Linked DNA regions of Mus musculus: all the other regions are linked to region 4. The links are chromatin contacts, called in public HiCAR-type and promoter capture Hi-C maps. All regions are on one chromosome and are shown on one strand. Each heading gives the region's core, a stretch centred on a gene start, on an enhancer-like site or on the middle of the called end of the contact. The rest is flanking DNA. Distances are from core to core; before and after follow the strand shown. Region 1 holds the start of Prps2 (phosphoribosyl pyrophosphate synthetase 2). Region 2 holds the start of Ctps2 (cytidine 5'-triphosphate synthase 2). Region 3 holds the start of Tmsb4x (thymosin, beta 4, X chromosome). Region 4 holds the start of Mospd2 (motile sperm domain containing 2).

What was found. Promoter capture Hi-C pulls out the DNA fragments that hold promoters and counts their contacts. HiCAR-type assays count read pairs that join an accessible place to other places.
Region 1: a contact with region 4 is called in a promoter capture Hi-C map of liver, with 2.3 times the contacts expected there. The contact joins the promoter of Prps2 here to the promoter of Mospd2 in region 4. A contact is called at or near these places in 6 of 39 promoter capture datasets (the 3T3-L1 cell line, 3T3-L1-derived adipocytes, the C10 cell line and 3 more).
Region 2: a promoter capture Hi-C map of pre-B cells shows a contact between it and region 4, with 3 times the contacts expected there. The contact joins the promoter of Ctps2 here to the promoter of Mospd2 in region 4. A contact is called at or near these places in 2 of 39 promoter capture datasets (liver and pre-B cells).
Region 3: a contact with region 4 is called in a HiCAR-type map of astrocytes, with 5 times the contacts expected there. The contact joins the promoter of Tmsb4x here to the promoter of Mospd2 in region 4. A contact is called at or near these places in 3 of 39 promoter capture datasets (cranial neural crest, hippocampal neurons and pre-B cells) and 1 of 115 datasets of contacts at active chromatin or transcription factors (astrocytes).

What each region holds. Positions count from the first base shown.
Region 1 is chrX:167,381,214-167,384,732 of GRCm38.p6, forward strand. Prps2 (phosphoribosyl pyrophosphate synthetase 2) reads right to left here and starts at 1,536. Exons shown (of 7, transcript NM_026662.5): 1 at 1,257-1,536. The coding sequence starts at 1,378.
Region 2 is chrX:162,899,316-162,902,966 of GRCm38.p6, forward strand. Ctps2 (cytidine 5'-triphosphate synthase 2) reads left to right here and starts at 2,245. Exons shown (of 19, transcript NM_001168568.1): 1 at 2,245-2,432.
Region 3 is chrX:167,207,051-167,210,677 of GRCm38.p6, forward strand. It overlaps Tmsb4x (thymosin, beta 4, X chromosome), which reads right to left and starts at 2,168. Exons shown (of 3, transcript NM_021278.2): 1 at 2,056-2,168; 2 at 887-1,001; 3 at 44-485. The coding sequence starts at 986. The coding sequence ends at 451.
Region 4 is chrX:164,978,963-164,982,240 of GRCm38.p6, forward strand. Mospd2 (motile sperm domain containing 2) reads right to left here and starts at 1,413. Exons shown (of 15, transcript NM_029730.4): 1 at 1,253-1,413; 2 at 1,032-1,101. The coding sequence starts at 1,261. Fancb (Fanconi anemia, complementation group B) reads left to right here and starts at 1,630. Exons shown (of 9, transcript NM_001146081.1): 1 at 1,630-1,848.

The DNA.
Region 1 (3,519 bases), core at 286-2,785, 2.4 Mb after region 4:
CTGGACTACTACCTGGGTGAGTTCAATACCAGCCTAAATACATAGCAAAAGTCTGTCCCAGAAAACGAAAACCAAACCAAAATAAAACAACCAAAAGGAAAAAAAATGCCCTTAATCTCACAACCAAATTCTCGATTCATTCCATCATCAAGATTTTGTGCTTCCTTCTGGAAATTTCAGTTTTAGTTTTGACGTTTGTGTCTACAATCCGTTTCTAAGTTAACTTTTGTAAATACGGAGAATGACTTTTTTTTTTTCTGTAAAACTTGCGGAATGAATTCGTGCGCTACTAAATATAGAACGGTTATCTGTCACTGTGCACTGTATAGTTGGTTAACTGTGCTAAATAGAATTCGGGAAAAGAAATTGGCTTTGGGCAAGTAGGACAAGGAATCCCTAGTCTAAGCTGAGGAGAGCTTCCGCCTGCCTGGTGGCACCTTTTGCTAATGTGAGAAACCGGTGGAATTTTGAACAAACTGGGGTCTTGTTGCTGTGCGCAGCTAAGCTCCACAAACACAAAGAAGCTATTCGCAATGATAGATGCAACAAAGTTTAAAGGAAGGGTGCGAGCGCTCAACACGTGCGTCTCGCTTTCCCACGCTCTGCCTAACTCCCGCACAAACCCACCTTTCTGGATAAGGCAGCGCTTGGCCAGCCTGCTGCTCTGGAGAGTCACCTGAGCAGCTGGCAGTACTCTGATCGCCAGCGGCTGGAAGTGGCATTCGAAAGTTTCCCTGGGATAAACCCAGTGCCCAGGACCCGTGCAGAGCCTTTTCAACCATGCAGGATTCTGGGTTTCTGTCTGGCAGAGAGTTGGAAACTGGGGCGGGCGGATCCACCGATGTCTCCCCGCCCCCACCATTCCCGGCACCGAAGTGATGCCCACAGACTGCGCCCACTCTCCCAGACGCTCTGTAACTGCCCCGATTTTGTCCTTCCGGACTGAAGACACCAGGCGAGCCGGTGCAAAAGAGGGGCCTGGGGTGCCCAAGGGTCGACAGGTCGCCGATGTCCGGGTATTGGAGGCCCAGCCACCAGAAGGTTAACAGCCAGAGGATACGCGTAGAGACTCCAGGGTGACCCGGGTTGGGGGTGGGGGTTGGGGGTCCCTTGCTGAACTTCTTTCTCCCCTGGCGCAGCCGCCCTGGCTCTGCAGCCGCGTTGTTGCCGTCCCGCCCCGGAAGGGAGAGCATGACGCCCGCGGAGCTGGCCTGGGCATGCTTTGGCCCCTGCCTCAGCCCCAGCGAGGCTCCCACCTGGTCTCCTGGTTGCTAAACTTCTTGGTGACCACCTTGCCCAGCTCCAGGCCCAGGCGATCGGCCACGCGCTGCGACAGGTCCTGGTGAGAACTGCCGCTGAAGAGCACGATGTTAGGCATGGTGACCGGGGACTGAGGAGCGCGCTGGAGAAGGAGAAAGGGACTGCGATGCAGACTACTGCTACCGTTGCTGCGGCTGTTGCTGCTGCTGCTGCGGTGGCCTGGGCTGCTGGTGAAGCGGGAAAACGCAGCAGCAGGATCTAGGGGAGGGGAGGGCCGGGGGAGGAGCCAGAGGGAGGAGGAGCAGCTGAAGAGTCGCTGGAGGGTGCTGGGAGGCTGCTTCTGCCCACGCAGGCTGGGCATCTGGGTTTGAAGCTCTGGGTGGTCCCGAAGCACCCAAGTACAGTTGCTCCGTAGGGGAGCTCCAGGCTCCACATAGGACTTCCTGACTTGCCTTTAAATGGGGAGGTCAACCAACCAGATAAAGTGGGCACAGTGAGCCATTGCAGGAAAGGGCCATGTGGTGCCTCACAGCCAGGAGCAGCCTTTCAACCCGGAAGCTCAGAACCCAGAGGTGATACCTGGGCTTCAAGTGCACACCGTGTCTACATAGGCCAGACCCACACATCGGTTTGTATTTGCACACGGGAGTGAAGCATGTTTGCACTTGAAGTGGTGATATAGACTACGTTTGAAGATGGACTAAGAAAAGGGTTTCTCACCAACAAGAATTCTCTTTCTCTGTCATTTAATTTAGATGTATATTTTACAAAATTAGCTCAAATATTTTGTTTTCCAGTTTTTTCAACAAAAGCTGAAAATTTTGGTTTTTTTTTTTTTTCTTATTATATAAATGCCCACATTCTTTCTTGTCTTTTGCTTCTTGGTCCACAAAACCTGAACATGTTACCGTCTAGCTCCTAAATGTGTGTTGCTCTGTAAAGGAGTCATTGATGACAGCCACCATTTGACCCCTAAGCTTGGCCACAAGAGGAAAGCGTATTTTCAAGTGGTCAGTTGCCTCTCACCAATTCCTTCTGAGTCCTCGTTTTTATGTAGATAGGCTGGCTCTCAGGCTCTCTTCACAACTTCCTGTCCCTTGGATTCTCTAGAGTCAGACTCCCCCACCCCCCACCCCCACCCCTGCTGCGGCAACCAACCCCCCTCTCCCAGAGTCCTTTGCTTTCCCTGCCCTCAACCCCCACCTCAGCATTTCTGAAGTAGCTAATGCAGTGTCAGAGCCAATCGCCAATCGCTGGGCACAAAGCACACTTAAGGAAAGGAGATTCATCCTGAGCTCCTGGACGAGTGGAGCACTAGTGATCCTGACTTACATTTCTTAAAAGCTTTCAGAGACAGATTAACCTGGCCAGATAGTTGCTTGGGCTCTACCACTGTCTACTGAAATTTGGCTTGCCATATACAACAAAGACTACTTGCCCTTGAATTGTAGCCCACTCTAAAGGCACTTCTTGTGTGATTGGAGTTTGGGAGAGTATTTAGATTGACCGTATCTTTGGGGGATTTGCTTCTGGGCCCTTCCTTGAACTCTGCAAAGGTGTCAGCCTTTAATCTCAGCACTCTGGAGGCAGAGGCAGAGGCAGAGGCAGAGGCAGAGGCAGAGGCAGAGGCAGAGGCAGAGGCAGAGGCAGAGGCAGAGGCAGAGGCAGAGGCAGAGGCAGAGGCAGGCGGGTCTTTCAGTTGAAGGCTAGCTGGCCTGTTGAAACTGTGTCTCTCCAATCCCCTAAGGTTCCTCAAACCCAAGCAAATTGAATTTATGAAAGGGTTTCCTTTGAAACTCCACTGACTGCCCCAGTGGTTCTCCAAAGCGCTACTCCCATTGCATTTCTGTTCCTTTTCATTCTGCTGACAGAGATGTACATATCCTATTGTATTTCTTAAAAGAGCCAAGGTGATGATATAACTAATCTCATCACTTGGGAGGTTGAGGCTTGGGGACCAAGAATCCCAGGCCAGCCTATACTATATAGTGAGACTTTGTCTCAAAAACAACTGCAGCAGCAACAATCTACCTACAGTGGGTTTTAAGCTACACCCAGTATATGCTGCATAAAGATTCAGATGACAGACCACACCATTAATATTATAATGCTTAATGATGTTCCGCTGTCTTGGTTCATTTATGTGCACTCTACATTGCTTACATGATTATGAATTAACCTTATTACGTATTTCTCAAAACATCCCACATGTTCAGTAGCAAATAACTGTATTTTATAATAAAATTTGCATAATAAATT
Region 2 (3,651 bases), core at 995-3,494, 2.1 Mb before region 4:
TCTTAGCTTTTTGAACAGTCCATCCCTACATTATACAGCTTACTTAGACTTGCTATCTGGCTCAGAACAATTGCTGACTTTTACTTCTGTTTAGAATGTAGTTAGAGACTATGTTTTTTTATTTTTATTTTTGTAAAGTGGTGATTGTAGTTTCTCTTCCAGGTTCCATGACTTTACAAGCCCCAGGCAGTTGGCTAGATTTCCAGTACCAGGCAGGACGTCCCTCTTGTTAAATGGGGTTTAAGACCAATTAGAGAGCTGTTGGTTACCACAAACGTATATGTGCCACTGCTGTACCCTTAGCTTATCATGCCATGCTGGGCCTTGGTGTGGTTCATAGGTGTTACAGCTGATTGATCTCCTTCCTTTGGAAGCTCGCATGGCACCTTCAGGTACCAGGAAAGTGGATGCTTAGGGAGGAAGCTTTTAGGTCAGATCCAGTTCAGGTACCTCTGGGCCTTCTGAAGGCTATTGTGTCTTCAGCAAAAGGGATTTTCCTTTCACTTCTGATAGGCAATCAAAGGCAACATCGATAGCTTACAATGTGTTGGGAATCCCTTGAACGACTCTGACCAACAACTCAAAAGGGGACTTCTCATAACTGGGGCTGGGGTTTGTTGGATGGTCTCTGACTCTTGGCCCAGATGGGAACATTTCACTTAAACTATATATGTATATACAGACTCATGTGCTTTATGTAATTTTAGGTAGATGATAATATGATGCTTTATGACTTCTGGAAGTCATTGTTTCTGTTATTTTAGTTTCCTCCCTCCTTCTGTATTTATCTCCCTTCTCTTATGAAGGGCATTGAGGTTGTTTCCATATGGTGAACAGAGTGGCAATACTTATTTGATTTTATGTGTGTGGGTGTTTTGCCTCCATGTATGTTAATGCATAACATTCATGCCTGGTACCTGAAGGGACCAGAAGAAGGTATAATATCCTGGAACTTGCCTTTCTCTGAGTCCCAAGTGCTGGGATGACTGATGTGAGCCACCAAGCCTGGCTTTCCTTTGAAATCTTGCCTTCCAATATCATACCCTCTGCTGCTAAACTTGCTGGGGCTTTTGCCTTCTTCAATCCCTCTCTTTCCCGTTTTCCTGCTGTCCAATAGGCTCTGGTGGATTTCAGTCTCTGACCTCCAGGATTAGACCTTTGGCCCTCTACTACATTTACATTCTAAAGAGGCTCCCACTTTGCCCTACTTGACACAATTCATAAAACTGGTTTTGTTAGAGATCTAGATTTATATAGATTACAACTGGCTTTTCGTTCGTAGTTGTGTTTCTAAACTCCACGAGGTCTTCAGTAACGTTTGTCTAAGTTTTGAGTCCTGTTTTATCCTTGTTACTCAAAAATCTCATGGTCATTTGGGAGGCAAGGGCAGGAGATTATTCTAAGTTTGAGACGAGCCTGGTCTGCATACAGATCTCCAGGAGAGCCAGTGACACAATGCACCTCTTACTGTTGCTGAGGTCTCACATAACCCAGACTGGCCTGGAATTTACTAAGTATTCAAGGGGGATCTGGAACTTCTGTTTCCTTTTGTTTCCATGTTCCGTCGCTGCAATACAGTTATGTACTACCATGCGTTTGATGTAGTGTATTAAGATACAGTGTGATCTTTCTTGTATTTGCTAGGCAAGCACTCTACCAAATGAGCTACATCTCCAGTCCTAGCCTGTCTTAAAAACCAAATAAAATAAAATAAAATAAAATAAAATAAAATAAATTCGCGGCTTTTCTAAAACGTCTGCTCCCTTCAAACCTGTGTCCAGTTAGATCTTTTATTTTTCAGTTGTTTTTCCTCCTTTCCTACACCTGAAACAGCCTTGGGTGTCCTTTGCCACACTTATCTTTTAAACACTCCCCCAAAGTCGCTTTGGAAGCCTTCTCTCCTACTTAGCTCTGCTCCTCCTCTCTTCCTAACTTTGGGCTAATGAAGTTCATTTACCAATGAACATGTAGATGGGCAGTGAGCTCCTAGGCAAGAATTCTGCTTTGTTTTCCTCCTTTCCCACCTTTTGCGGTGGTGGACCGCTGGGCTGCACTGTAGCAGATGGTCAAACATTTATGGTGAGTGAAGTTGGCGGGAGAATCCAAGCAAGGGGCTAGGCTAGTCGTGGGGTGGGGGTGGGGGTTCAGAGCAGTCCTGGAGCCTTCAGGGGCTGGCCTGAAGCTAGCTAACCACAGGAGGGAGGGGAGGAGGAAGGGGGTAGGGAGGGGGAAAGGGGGGAGGGAGGGGCCGGCCCATACTGTGGCCTGGGGCCAAGGACGTCTAGAGCAGAGGGTGATGGGAGCTGCCTGTGCTATAGGAAACACTTTTTAGGCGCTTGTTTTGTACTGTCCCTGGAACCCAACGCTGCAGCACTCGCAATTTCACAACCAGCGTGAGTCAGCTGGGCCGGCTGCCGGACTGCGAGGGGAAGGTGGGTGAGGAGGGCTCCTCAGTCCCTGGGGGCAGGCAGGATCGAGTGGTGACCAGAGAGCCCTAGATGCGGTCCCTGCACCCGTAGGACAGGTGAGCGCCAGGCCAGGCTGGCCGCTGGGTGGAGCCGCGTGAGCCACCCTCCAGGGCGCCCTCGCCACTGCACAGGTAACACCCCTCCTGGGCCTCTTCCCCTCCGGCCTCGGTGCCTAGAACACCATTTGTCCCCCGGGACCATTTCGGCCTTGCCCGCAGCACATTTGGGGCCTGGGCAGTTTTGTCCCCTTATAGCTGGTGCCCACGCCCAGCCCACAGCCATTCGCATCTCCCACATAGTGTTCGAAAACCTAGGCGATCCAATGGGCCTTGGGGACAGGGTGGGGGTGGGGTAAGGACAACACCCACTAGTGCCGGGTGCTCAGTCAGAGCCTGTCTCCTGGAGGTAGCTAGTGACCCGGGCTCCAAATCGGCGCGTCCCTGGGGTGTGCCTCTCCGCGCTGGATTTCACACCCCAAGCCCTATTTTTCTCTGCTTTGTGGAGCCCCGAGATGGCGTTGGCGGAAGTGAAACCACGAGACAGTGGGGCGAGCTCCGCGGGGACGGTTTTGAGTAGGCTTTCTGCACCAGCGTACAGGTTAAACAACAACCCTTCTAGCTGGCATGCTAAACTCTACCACCTGGGGGAGGCGGATGACGTCTTCAAAACAATTGATGTGTACTTTATGCTCTTGAAATGTGCCATTTCACATCAGGTCTGTGGGGTTTGACTAGATTTAGACCGTTTTCACCAACCTACAGAGGTCCTTGGTGCTCTTTTTCTTCTAGACAGTTCATTTCCCTACTCCGCCCCCTTGCACTGTTTTGATGATCACTGTCTTGGCTTAGTTTTGCTCATCACGTCATAAATCGGACATAAATCGGGCTTATCCTGTAAGTACTTCTTTGTGTTCGATTTATATTACTTTTAAAATGAGCATCGTTAGAAAGGTGTCTCTTGGTGTAGGCCTGCACAGTGGAGTGGAAATGCATGTGTGGCAAGTTGGAACAGAGATGTGTTTTAATTTGAAACCCCCCACTCCAAGCTTAGTACAAAGCTGTAACATATAGCTCACAATTGTTGCATCCATTCTCTGTCTCTGTCTCTCTCTCTGTCTCTCTGTCTCTGTCTCTCTCTGTTTGTTTCTTCTTTCTTGTTTGAGGCAGGGTCTCACTGTGTAGCC
Region 3 (3,627 bases), core at 918-3,417, 2.2 Mb after region 4:
CTCATTTAACTACTCCTTCCAGTCACCAAGCAGACACACCAATCAGGTTTTAAAACTTTATTTGCATATTAAAAAAATTGTGCATTCCAATAATTAAAATTGTTTGAACAAAAAAAAATGGCACTCTGATTAAACTGCATTTTACATCCTGCAGGACATCTTTGACCATCTTGAATTTTCCTCTCTATTTCATCATCTCCCACCCAGCTTTTTCCTTCACCAACATGCAAGTTCTTTTCCCTCTCTGCTAGCCAGACCATCAGATGGGTGGGAGAGGCAGGGGAGGCCTTCCTGCTCAGTAGTTCTGATTCTTTGATGTGAAAGGGGCAGCACAGTCATTTAAACTTGATCCAACCTCTTTGCATCTTACAAAGTTAAACAGCTAAAAGAAGTAAAATAAGAAGGCAATGCTCGTGGAATGTACAGTGCATATTGGCGGCGCTCGCCTCATTACGATTCGCCAGCTTGCTTCTCTTGTTCAATTGCTGTGAAGAAAAGAAAAAAAAAAGGAGACTTAGAGCATTCTATAAAATGACATGATTTCCATTTAAAAACCCTATAAAAATTCTAGAAAGACACATAGCAGCCTCGCTAAGCAAGACATGCTAAACAGAAGTACAGTTACCCAATAAATGTATATGCACAATATGGAATATGAAATATTCCATTATTAAATCACTAGAGCCCGGCGCTTGTTGACTGCAAAACAGTTTTTAATTAACCTTTGCAGGCCATATTCATCATCATCAAACTGTCGACTCCTCCCCCGCAGCCCCCCCCCCCATCCTCCCTGCTGCCCCTCCCTTCCTCCTCCCGGCCGCTGCTCCCCGCTCTGCTCTGCTCCCGCCCAGCCCGTTCTGAAAATGGGTGGGGGCGAACAGCTTACTTTCTTTTGAAGGCAGAGGATTTTTCTCTTGCGTTTCTGTTTTCTTCAACTTCGACTTATCGAATTTCTCGATCTCAGCCATATCGGGTTTGTCAGACATGGTTGCTGGAAGGAGCTGCAGGTACAAAAGCCAAGACCAGAGCTAAGAAAGAGCCACCCACCCTCGCCTCTCCCAGTTCCAAAAGCACACCCCCACCCCGCCGGAAAGCCCAAAGCCTGAAATCCTACTGCCTCTCCCTCTGTGTGCTTTCCTTGTCGAGTCCTCTCTAAAGATCTTCCTCTTTCTATAGGAAAAAAATCTTCCCCCTTAATATTCCCAAAGGGAAGATTCAAAGAACGAAGGTGGAAATAGTCAAAGGTGAGTATTCCCGTATAATAAAATTCACCATTGCGGAATGTTAACATTGCAGCTTTGAAAAAATTAAAGTCTGGATAGATCGAAGCCATTTCCAGTTTAAGTGGGGGAAAGTCTAGTAAAATCTCTTAAAAAGGAGCCAAGGTCGCAATACGCATCTCCGTTTTCTAGAAGGGCTTGCTCTCCAAAAGATGCCAGGCGGTCCAGCTTTCTCCTCCTCACAAAGGCGGGGGAGCTGACGCCGCCAGCTGCCGACCACCGCCCTACTCGCTTCCTCTCCTCTCTCTAGTCCAACAATGCTGCCTTGGCACACAAAACTGCCTCCCCACTTCTCGCAAAAGCATCTTGATCTGCATACAGGGGCCTTTTGACGGCCTTTGCATACATTCGTCTGCAAGGGCTTCCGAATTTTCACGCTAAAGGCCGGGAAGGTTAAACCCGCCACAGATAACAGCCCTCGAAGCCATTAGGCGATTAAGGGGAGCACAGAGCGTTTGAACAAAGGATCTTTCTAATTCTGATTAATTACAGCTAGCTAGGCAAGGGAAAATATTTCGGAGAGAGGGTCGAGGAGAAAAAAAAAACAATTCCCCTCTAAGCTGCGCAACAGAATGCCCAATTTTATGGGGTTTTCTCTTTCTTAATCAAGTTCCCCTTCCCGTTACTCGGCATCTGGAAGAGTTTAGCATCCCCCCCCCCCAATTCCCCGAAACTACCATGCCTTGGACTTGGCTTTAAGGACGAGGAGGATGAGGGGCAAGTGCCTGCGCTGGACAGGCAGGGAAGGACAGAAGGAAGGGGCCCTGGGGCTCACCCGAGCGAGCTGCGCGAACGAGGAGAGTCTGATCTGCTCAGAAGCCGCTGCGGATTGTCGGGAGGGGCGCGGCGAACGCCGCTTTATGTGTGCTTCTATGCAAATGAGGTGATGTCACTCGTAGTCCGGCTTAACTCCTTCGCGCCGCATCTCCGGAAGGGCGTTCGGAGGCTGTCAGACCCCCTCCCAACCCCCACATCCCCATTCACCAGCGCCTTTGAACCACATCGATGGCGGAACTAGAAAAGGAACAAACGCCTTCAAAATGCTTTCCCCCCCATTTGACGTCTATTTTATTATCATGAACTTTTGCAGCAGCCGCCCAAACCTGTTCTTAAGGTTCAATGCGTGATAACTAATGGCCTGAGTGGCACCTAAGGGGACAGGCTTTTCTTTACTTTGAAACCGGCTTTGTCTGCAGCCAACGCCCCCAAGATAGGGTGAGGTGTCCCTCATACAAGAGCTGCTGGGGTCTGATTCCAATGACTCAGCTTTCAGACCAGTGGACAGCCCCACCCGGCCCTCTTTGTCTCCCTCGCTTGTCTCCCCCTTGATTTGAGAGGGCGATAAAGGATCCTTGAGTGGATTTTTAAAAGAAAAGTTTTAGCGCCGCAGCATTTGTATTGTTTGCTATAATTTCCGTGAGCAATCGAGTCAAGTGCCTAACATTTGCTAGGTGTAAGGGGGCTTCAGAGAGAACACAGCCGGCCCCTTCAAAATTAAGTCAAAGTCAACTTCTGTTACTGACTGACAATAAGGAAGTTCATTTTCCTTTTCTTATTTTCATCAATTAAAAGTGATTGCTAATGGGAGCCAAGGATTCCCAAAGACCACAAGTCCATCAGCTCTATTATCTGAGGATTGAAGCTGAAGCGCGAACTAGCTTTTGAAGGGAAGGTTTTCCCTGCAACACATGTGGACGATTCAGGTAGAGATGTGCCGGTTTCAAAATGGCACCTGAGTCCGTAAGTCGCAGGGACCCACTTGCTACTAAAAAGTAATTACAGATACCAAGCTTGTGCCTGCAAGTGGCAGGTGGTTGGAGGTAGCTCCGTAGGATATTTTTAAAAGGGCATCGCTGGGATTATATCTGAGACACAGAGAACTATAAAACATTCCTTCTCCTTTTCTGTGCCCTGGAGGGATGTTTCCAGAAAGCCTTTGCTAAGCATTTTTATGGCAGAGGCTTTGCCTCTCTGGTAATGTCAAGTGTTATTAGGGACCCTAAACTGCCGCTGCTGGAGCAGCTTGGACTTCCCCATTTCTTCATCTACTTCCCTTTTACTTGGGAGGAAGGAGATGGGGGTAGGGAGGAGCAGGTGACCCATGTGGTTCCCCAGTTAATGCTCTACTTGGGAGACTGCCTTTCTGCCCTTTGGATGGGGCCCTAGACCTGTTTGAGCGCGCATTAGATGTCACTTCTCTGGTAACACATCCTCTCTCTCCCCATGTCCACTTGGAGGGAGTTCACTGCATTGTTGAAACACAGAACACATCTTGCAGGGTGCATTTCTGACTTCTGCTTGGCAGCTGCAGTTACACTGACACCATTTCGGTGGGTCATTGGATTCC
Region 4 (3,278 bases), core at 163-2,662:
ATAGACATGAATAAGATCTCTGTGCTAAAAGTTAATAGAGTGCTTTTGCAACTCTCTGGTACAAAGTTTGGTACATGAAGAAAATTGGCCAGGAGGCATGAAAAGATTTACGGGCCAGGCTACTTGGAATGGACTTAGTTATTTGTTCTAGGTCATGAACTGATATATAGCACAGAACAGTATAAAGGTGTATGACTCTTCTGCCAAGCACTACAATCAAAATACAACAGTTTAGTTCTTTCCATGGTAACCAATGACTGAGGCAAAATCTAAATTGACCACCTACTGGATTTAGTTCCACACTTGATGGTCTGATACACGTTTCTTCACTTAATTCTTAACCTTACTTGCATTTCATAGATATGGAAACAGGAACTCGGAACATGGAAGTAAGCTATTTTGTGGAAGGGGGCTACATTAGTATCAATCAAGGCAACTTATTCCAAATGTTTAAAAACAATGTACAAGCACTAAGTCAGCAGATTAAGTACTTGACAAGATTCTATGACAGTGACCAGATTATTCAACCAATAAACCAGTTCTGCACTTACAGAAACTTTTAAGTACAGTGTGGAGCGAGAACTTGTGCGTAGCACTTTTGGTTTTAAGAAGCGGAATTAAGCAAAATAAAAGGAACTGGATTACCAAATTATGTACAAACTATATGGCAACAGTACAATGGCAGTTTCCAGGTTCGTTTTCTGGTGAAAGGCCAGCGAAGGAGCCATGAACTGAACAGTGTCACCTATGTCATTGGCCAATATGTTCATAGCCTGTGAGGCCCATGGATATAAGGAGATGCTAGGCATTTTGATTTCTAACTTTCACTAACCGTTTAAAGGAAGCCCACCATCTGCCCAAGTAAAGCAGCGCACACAGTATGGCAAAACCTTTGAAACATGTACAGCATCTTTCCAGTGAAGGTTGGAAAGGTCTCTTAACATCTCCCGTCAAAACACCCACAAACACACCAGTAAAAGTTGGATATGCTCACTGCACACCCCACTTTAAGTCACAGAAAGCATGCTTACCTGTCACATACTCAGCTTCGAATCTCCGCCGGGTCTCTGAGATTAGCTTGGCTTTATTCTGAGCGTTATTCTGGATAGGAGACACAACAAAACCTTAAGATGCTCTCGGTCCTTACCCAGATCACTCCCAACACAGCTCACCTGCACCGGAGCGCACGGGCCCTGGGCCTGGAAGCTGTCTTCCAGGCTCACGGCCCAGGCAGCGATGAGGTGCTGCTCACCTCGGCCATGGTCACAGTCGCGGAACCTATTGTGGTTGTACCCGTCGCTCCTTCCACAGCCTGCAGCCAAGTGTCTCATCACCAGCCAGCCCAGCCCAAAGGTAGATCAAGAAGGGAGGGAGGGGGGGAGGGGGTCGCGTGACACCGGAACGTAGAAGGAAGTGCCTCCACACTGTCCAATCCCATAGTGTTGTCCGGGGTAGAGGCGGGAATAAGTGCTCTGCTGGGCTCCCACTTGCTTCTCTAAAGGAGAAACCCCGCCTTCCGACGACCTCCTGGCACCGGTGTCCCGCCCCAAGTAGCCTGGAGCACTCTGATGCTTTTCCCTGAAGCTCAGCCCCTACAGCTCAGCTGGCCATTTGCTTCCAGCCCTCGGAGGCTCCGCCCCTCCCAGGTCCCCTCTGGCTACCACCTCCTGCAGGCTTTGCCGCCTGAGTTGTTCAGGCAACTATTGGGCCGGTTGTCCCAGCGTGCAATGCGCGGGCGGGAGGTTTGGAGTCCTTTGGTGCAACTGGAACGTGGCAATTTGGCAGCCTTGGAGAACTGGTTTTGGTTTGGTTTGGTTTTCTCCTGACCGCTCGCAGATAACTTGCATTGTGAGTATTCGCTATATTCGGCGATTATTTCTGTTAAGGTTCTTTTCTTTTGGCTGTGGTGTCTGGCTTTATAGTGCTGGCAACTTGGTCTGTAGCCTAGGTTGGCCTCCCTTCTCAGACATGAGTTTTCTGTGTCAGTCTCTCTGATCCTGGTTACAGGTATAACCACCACAGTTGTGGACTGGGAGACGCTCACAAGGCAACCGTCTTTGAACTCTGAGTTAAGTGGTTATAGAAAGTTAAAAGGAAAGATGTTATTTTGAGTTACTTGTTCTTAACGAGGTGGGGGTAGACTCTTGTTCCTGCCATGTAAGTGACATTTGTGGGTGTCACCGCTCTAGAATGGGAGTGTAGCTGATTTCTAATGGGGAGAAGCCAACGATGCTGCCAAGCTTGCAGGACAGGTCGCAATACTTATCCAGGGTGAAATGCAAACATTGCCGAGACTGGTGAAAGCTTAGATTTATAAAGTACTACAACAAACTATTAGCTTTGGTGGCTTAGTTGAACATAACAATGCTGCCTTTCTTAAAAACTGACCAACACTGAAGACTACTTGTACTGGCAATTAGAGAAAACGTTTTCCCAGGCACTGGGGATGTCGATCACAGGTCCAGCACATGCTGGAGACCTCAAGTTCCAGCCTCAGCAGCCCTGCCCCTCTGCCAAAAAGGACAACCCACGTTTTACCTAGTCTGTAGCTGGTTGACCTTAAAAAGGCAGTTAACATCTTTTCCCAAAGCGTTTTCAATATTTGTTTTTATGGGAAAATTTGAACACATTGTTTAAAGTTTGTTTGAAAACTTTCATAAAAATATTTGAGTAACTCCGAGCTCCCCTAGACTCCCACTTCCCTACTTTGATACCCATATTCTTTACTAAAAGTCAACCATCATGGTAAGGATTACATTCCTTTTAACTGTAGTGTGATATTCCATCTGTTTATTTTCTTAATGGTAATCATTCAAGTTCTTAATTTTTATGTTGCAAATAGGAGTGCAGTATATATTTCCCGGTTGTAGTATTGTTTCATATGGGGTCAGGTTGGAAATGCAGTTGCCAAAGAAACACAGTTCAGTTCATTGCTGGGTTAAAATCTGTAGTCATCTGTTTCATAAATTACTTGTTCATTATACCCATGTGTGTGTGTGGGGGGTGCTCGAGTGTGTGTGTGCGTGCTCTCGCGGGCGTGGTACACAGATGAATGTCACAGGATAGTTTTCTGGAGTTGTTCTTACCTTCTACTCTGCTGAGGCAGTCTTTCTAGTTTCTGCTGCTGCTTTGCATATTGCAGCTTTATAATTCCTGTGGGCTTTCAGGAGGGTCTCCCATCTCAAGAAAGGAATGCACTGATTGCAGGGCACATCACTGTATCAGGGTTGTTTTCTTTTTTCGTTTGTTTGTTTGTTTGTTTGTTTGTTTTTTTCCCT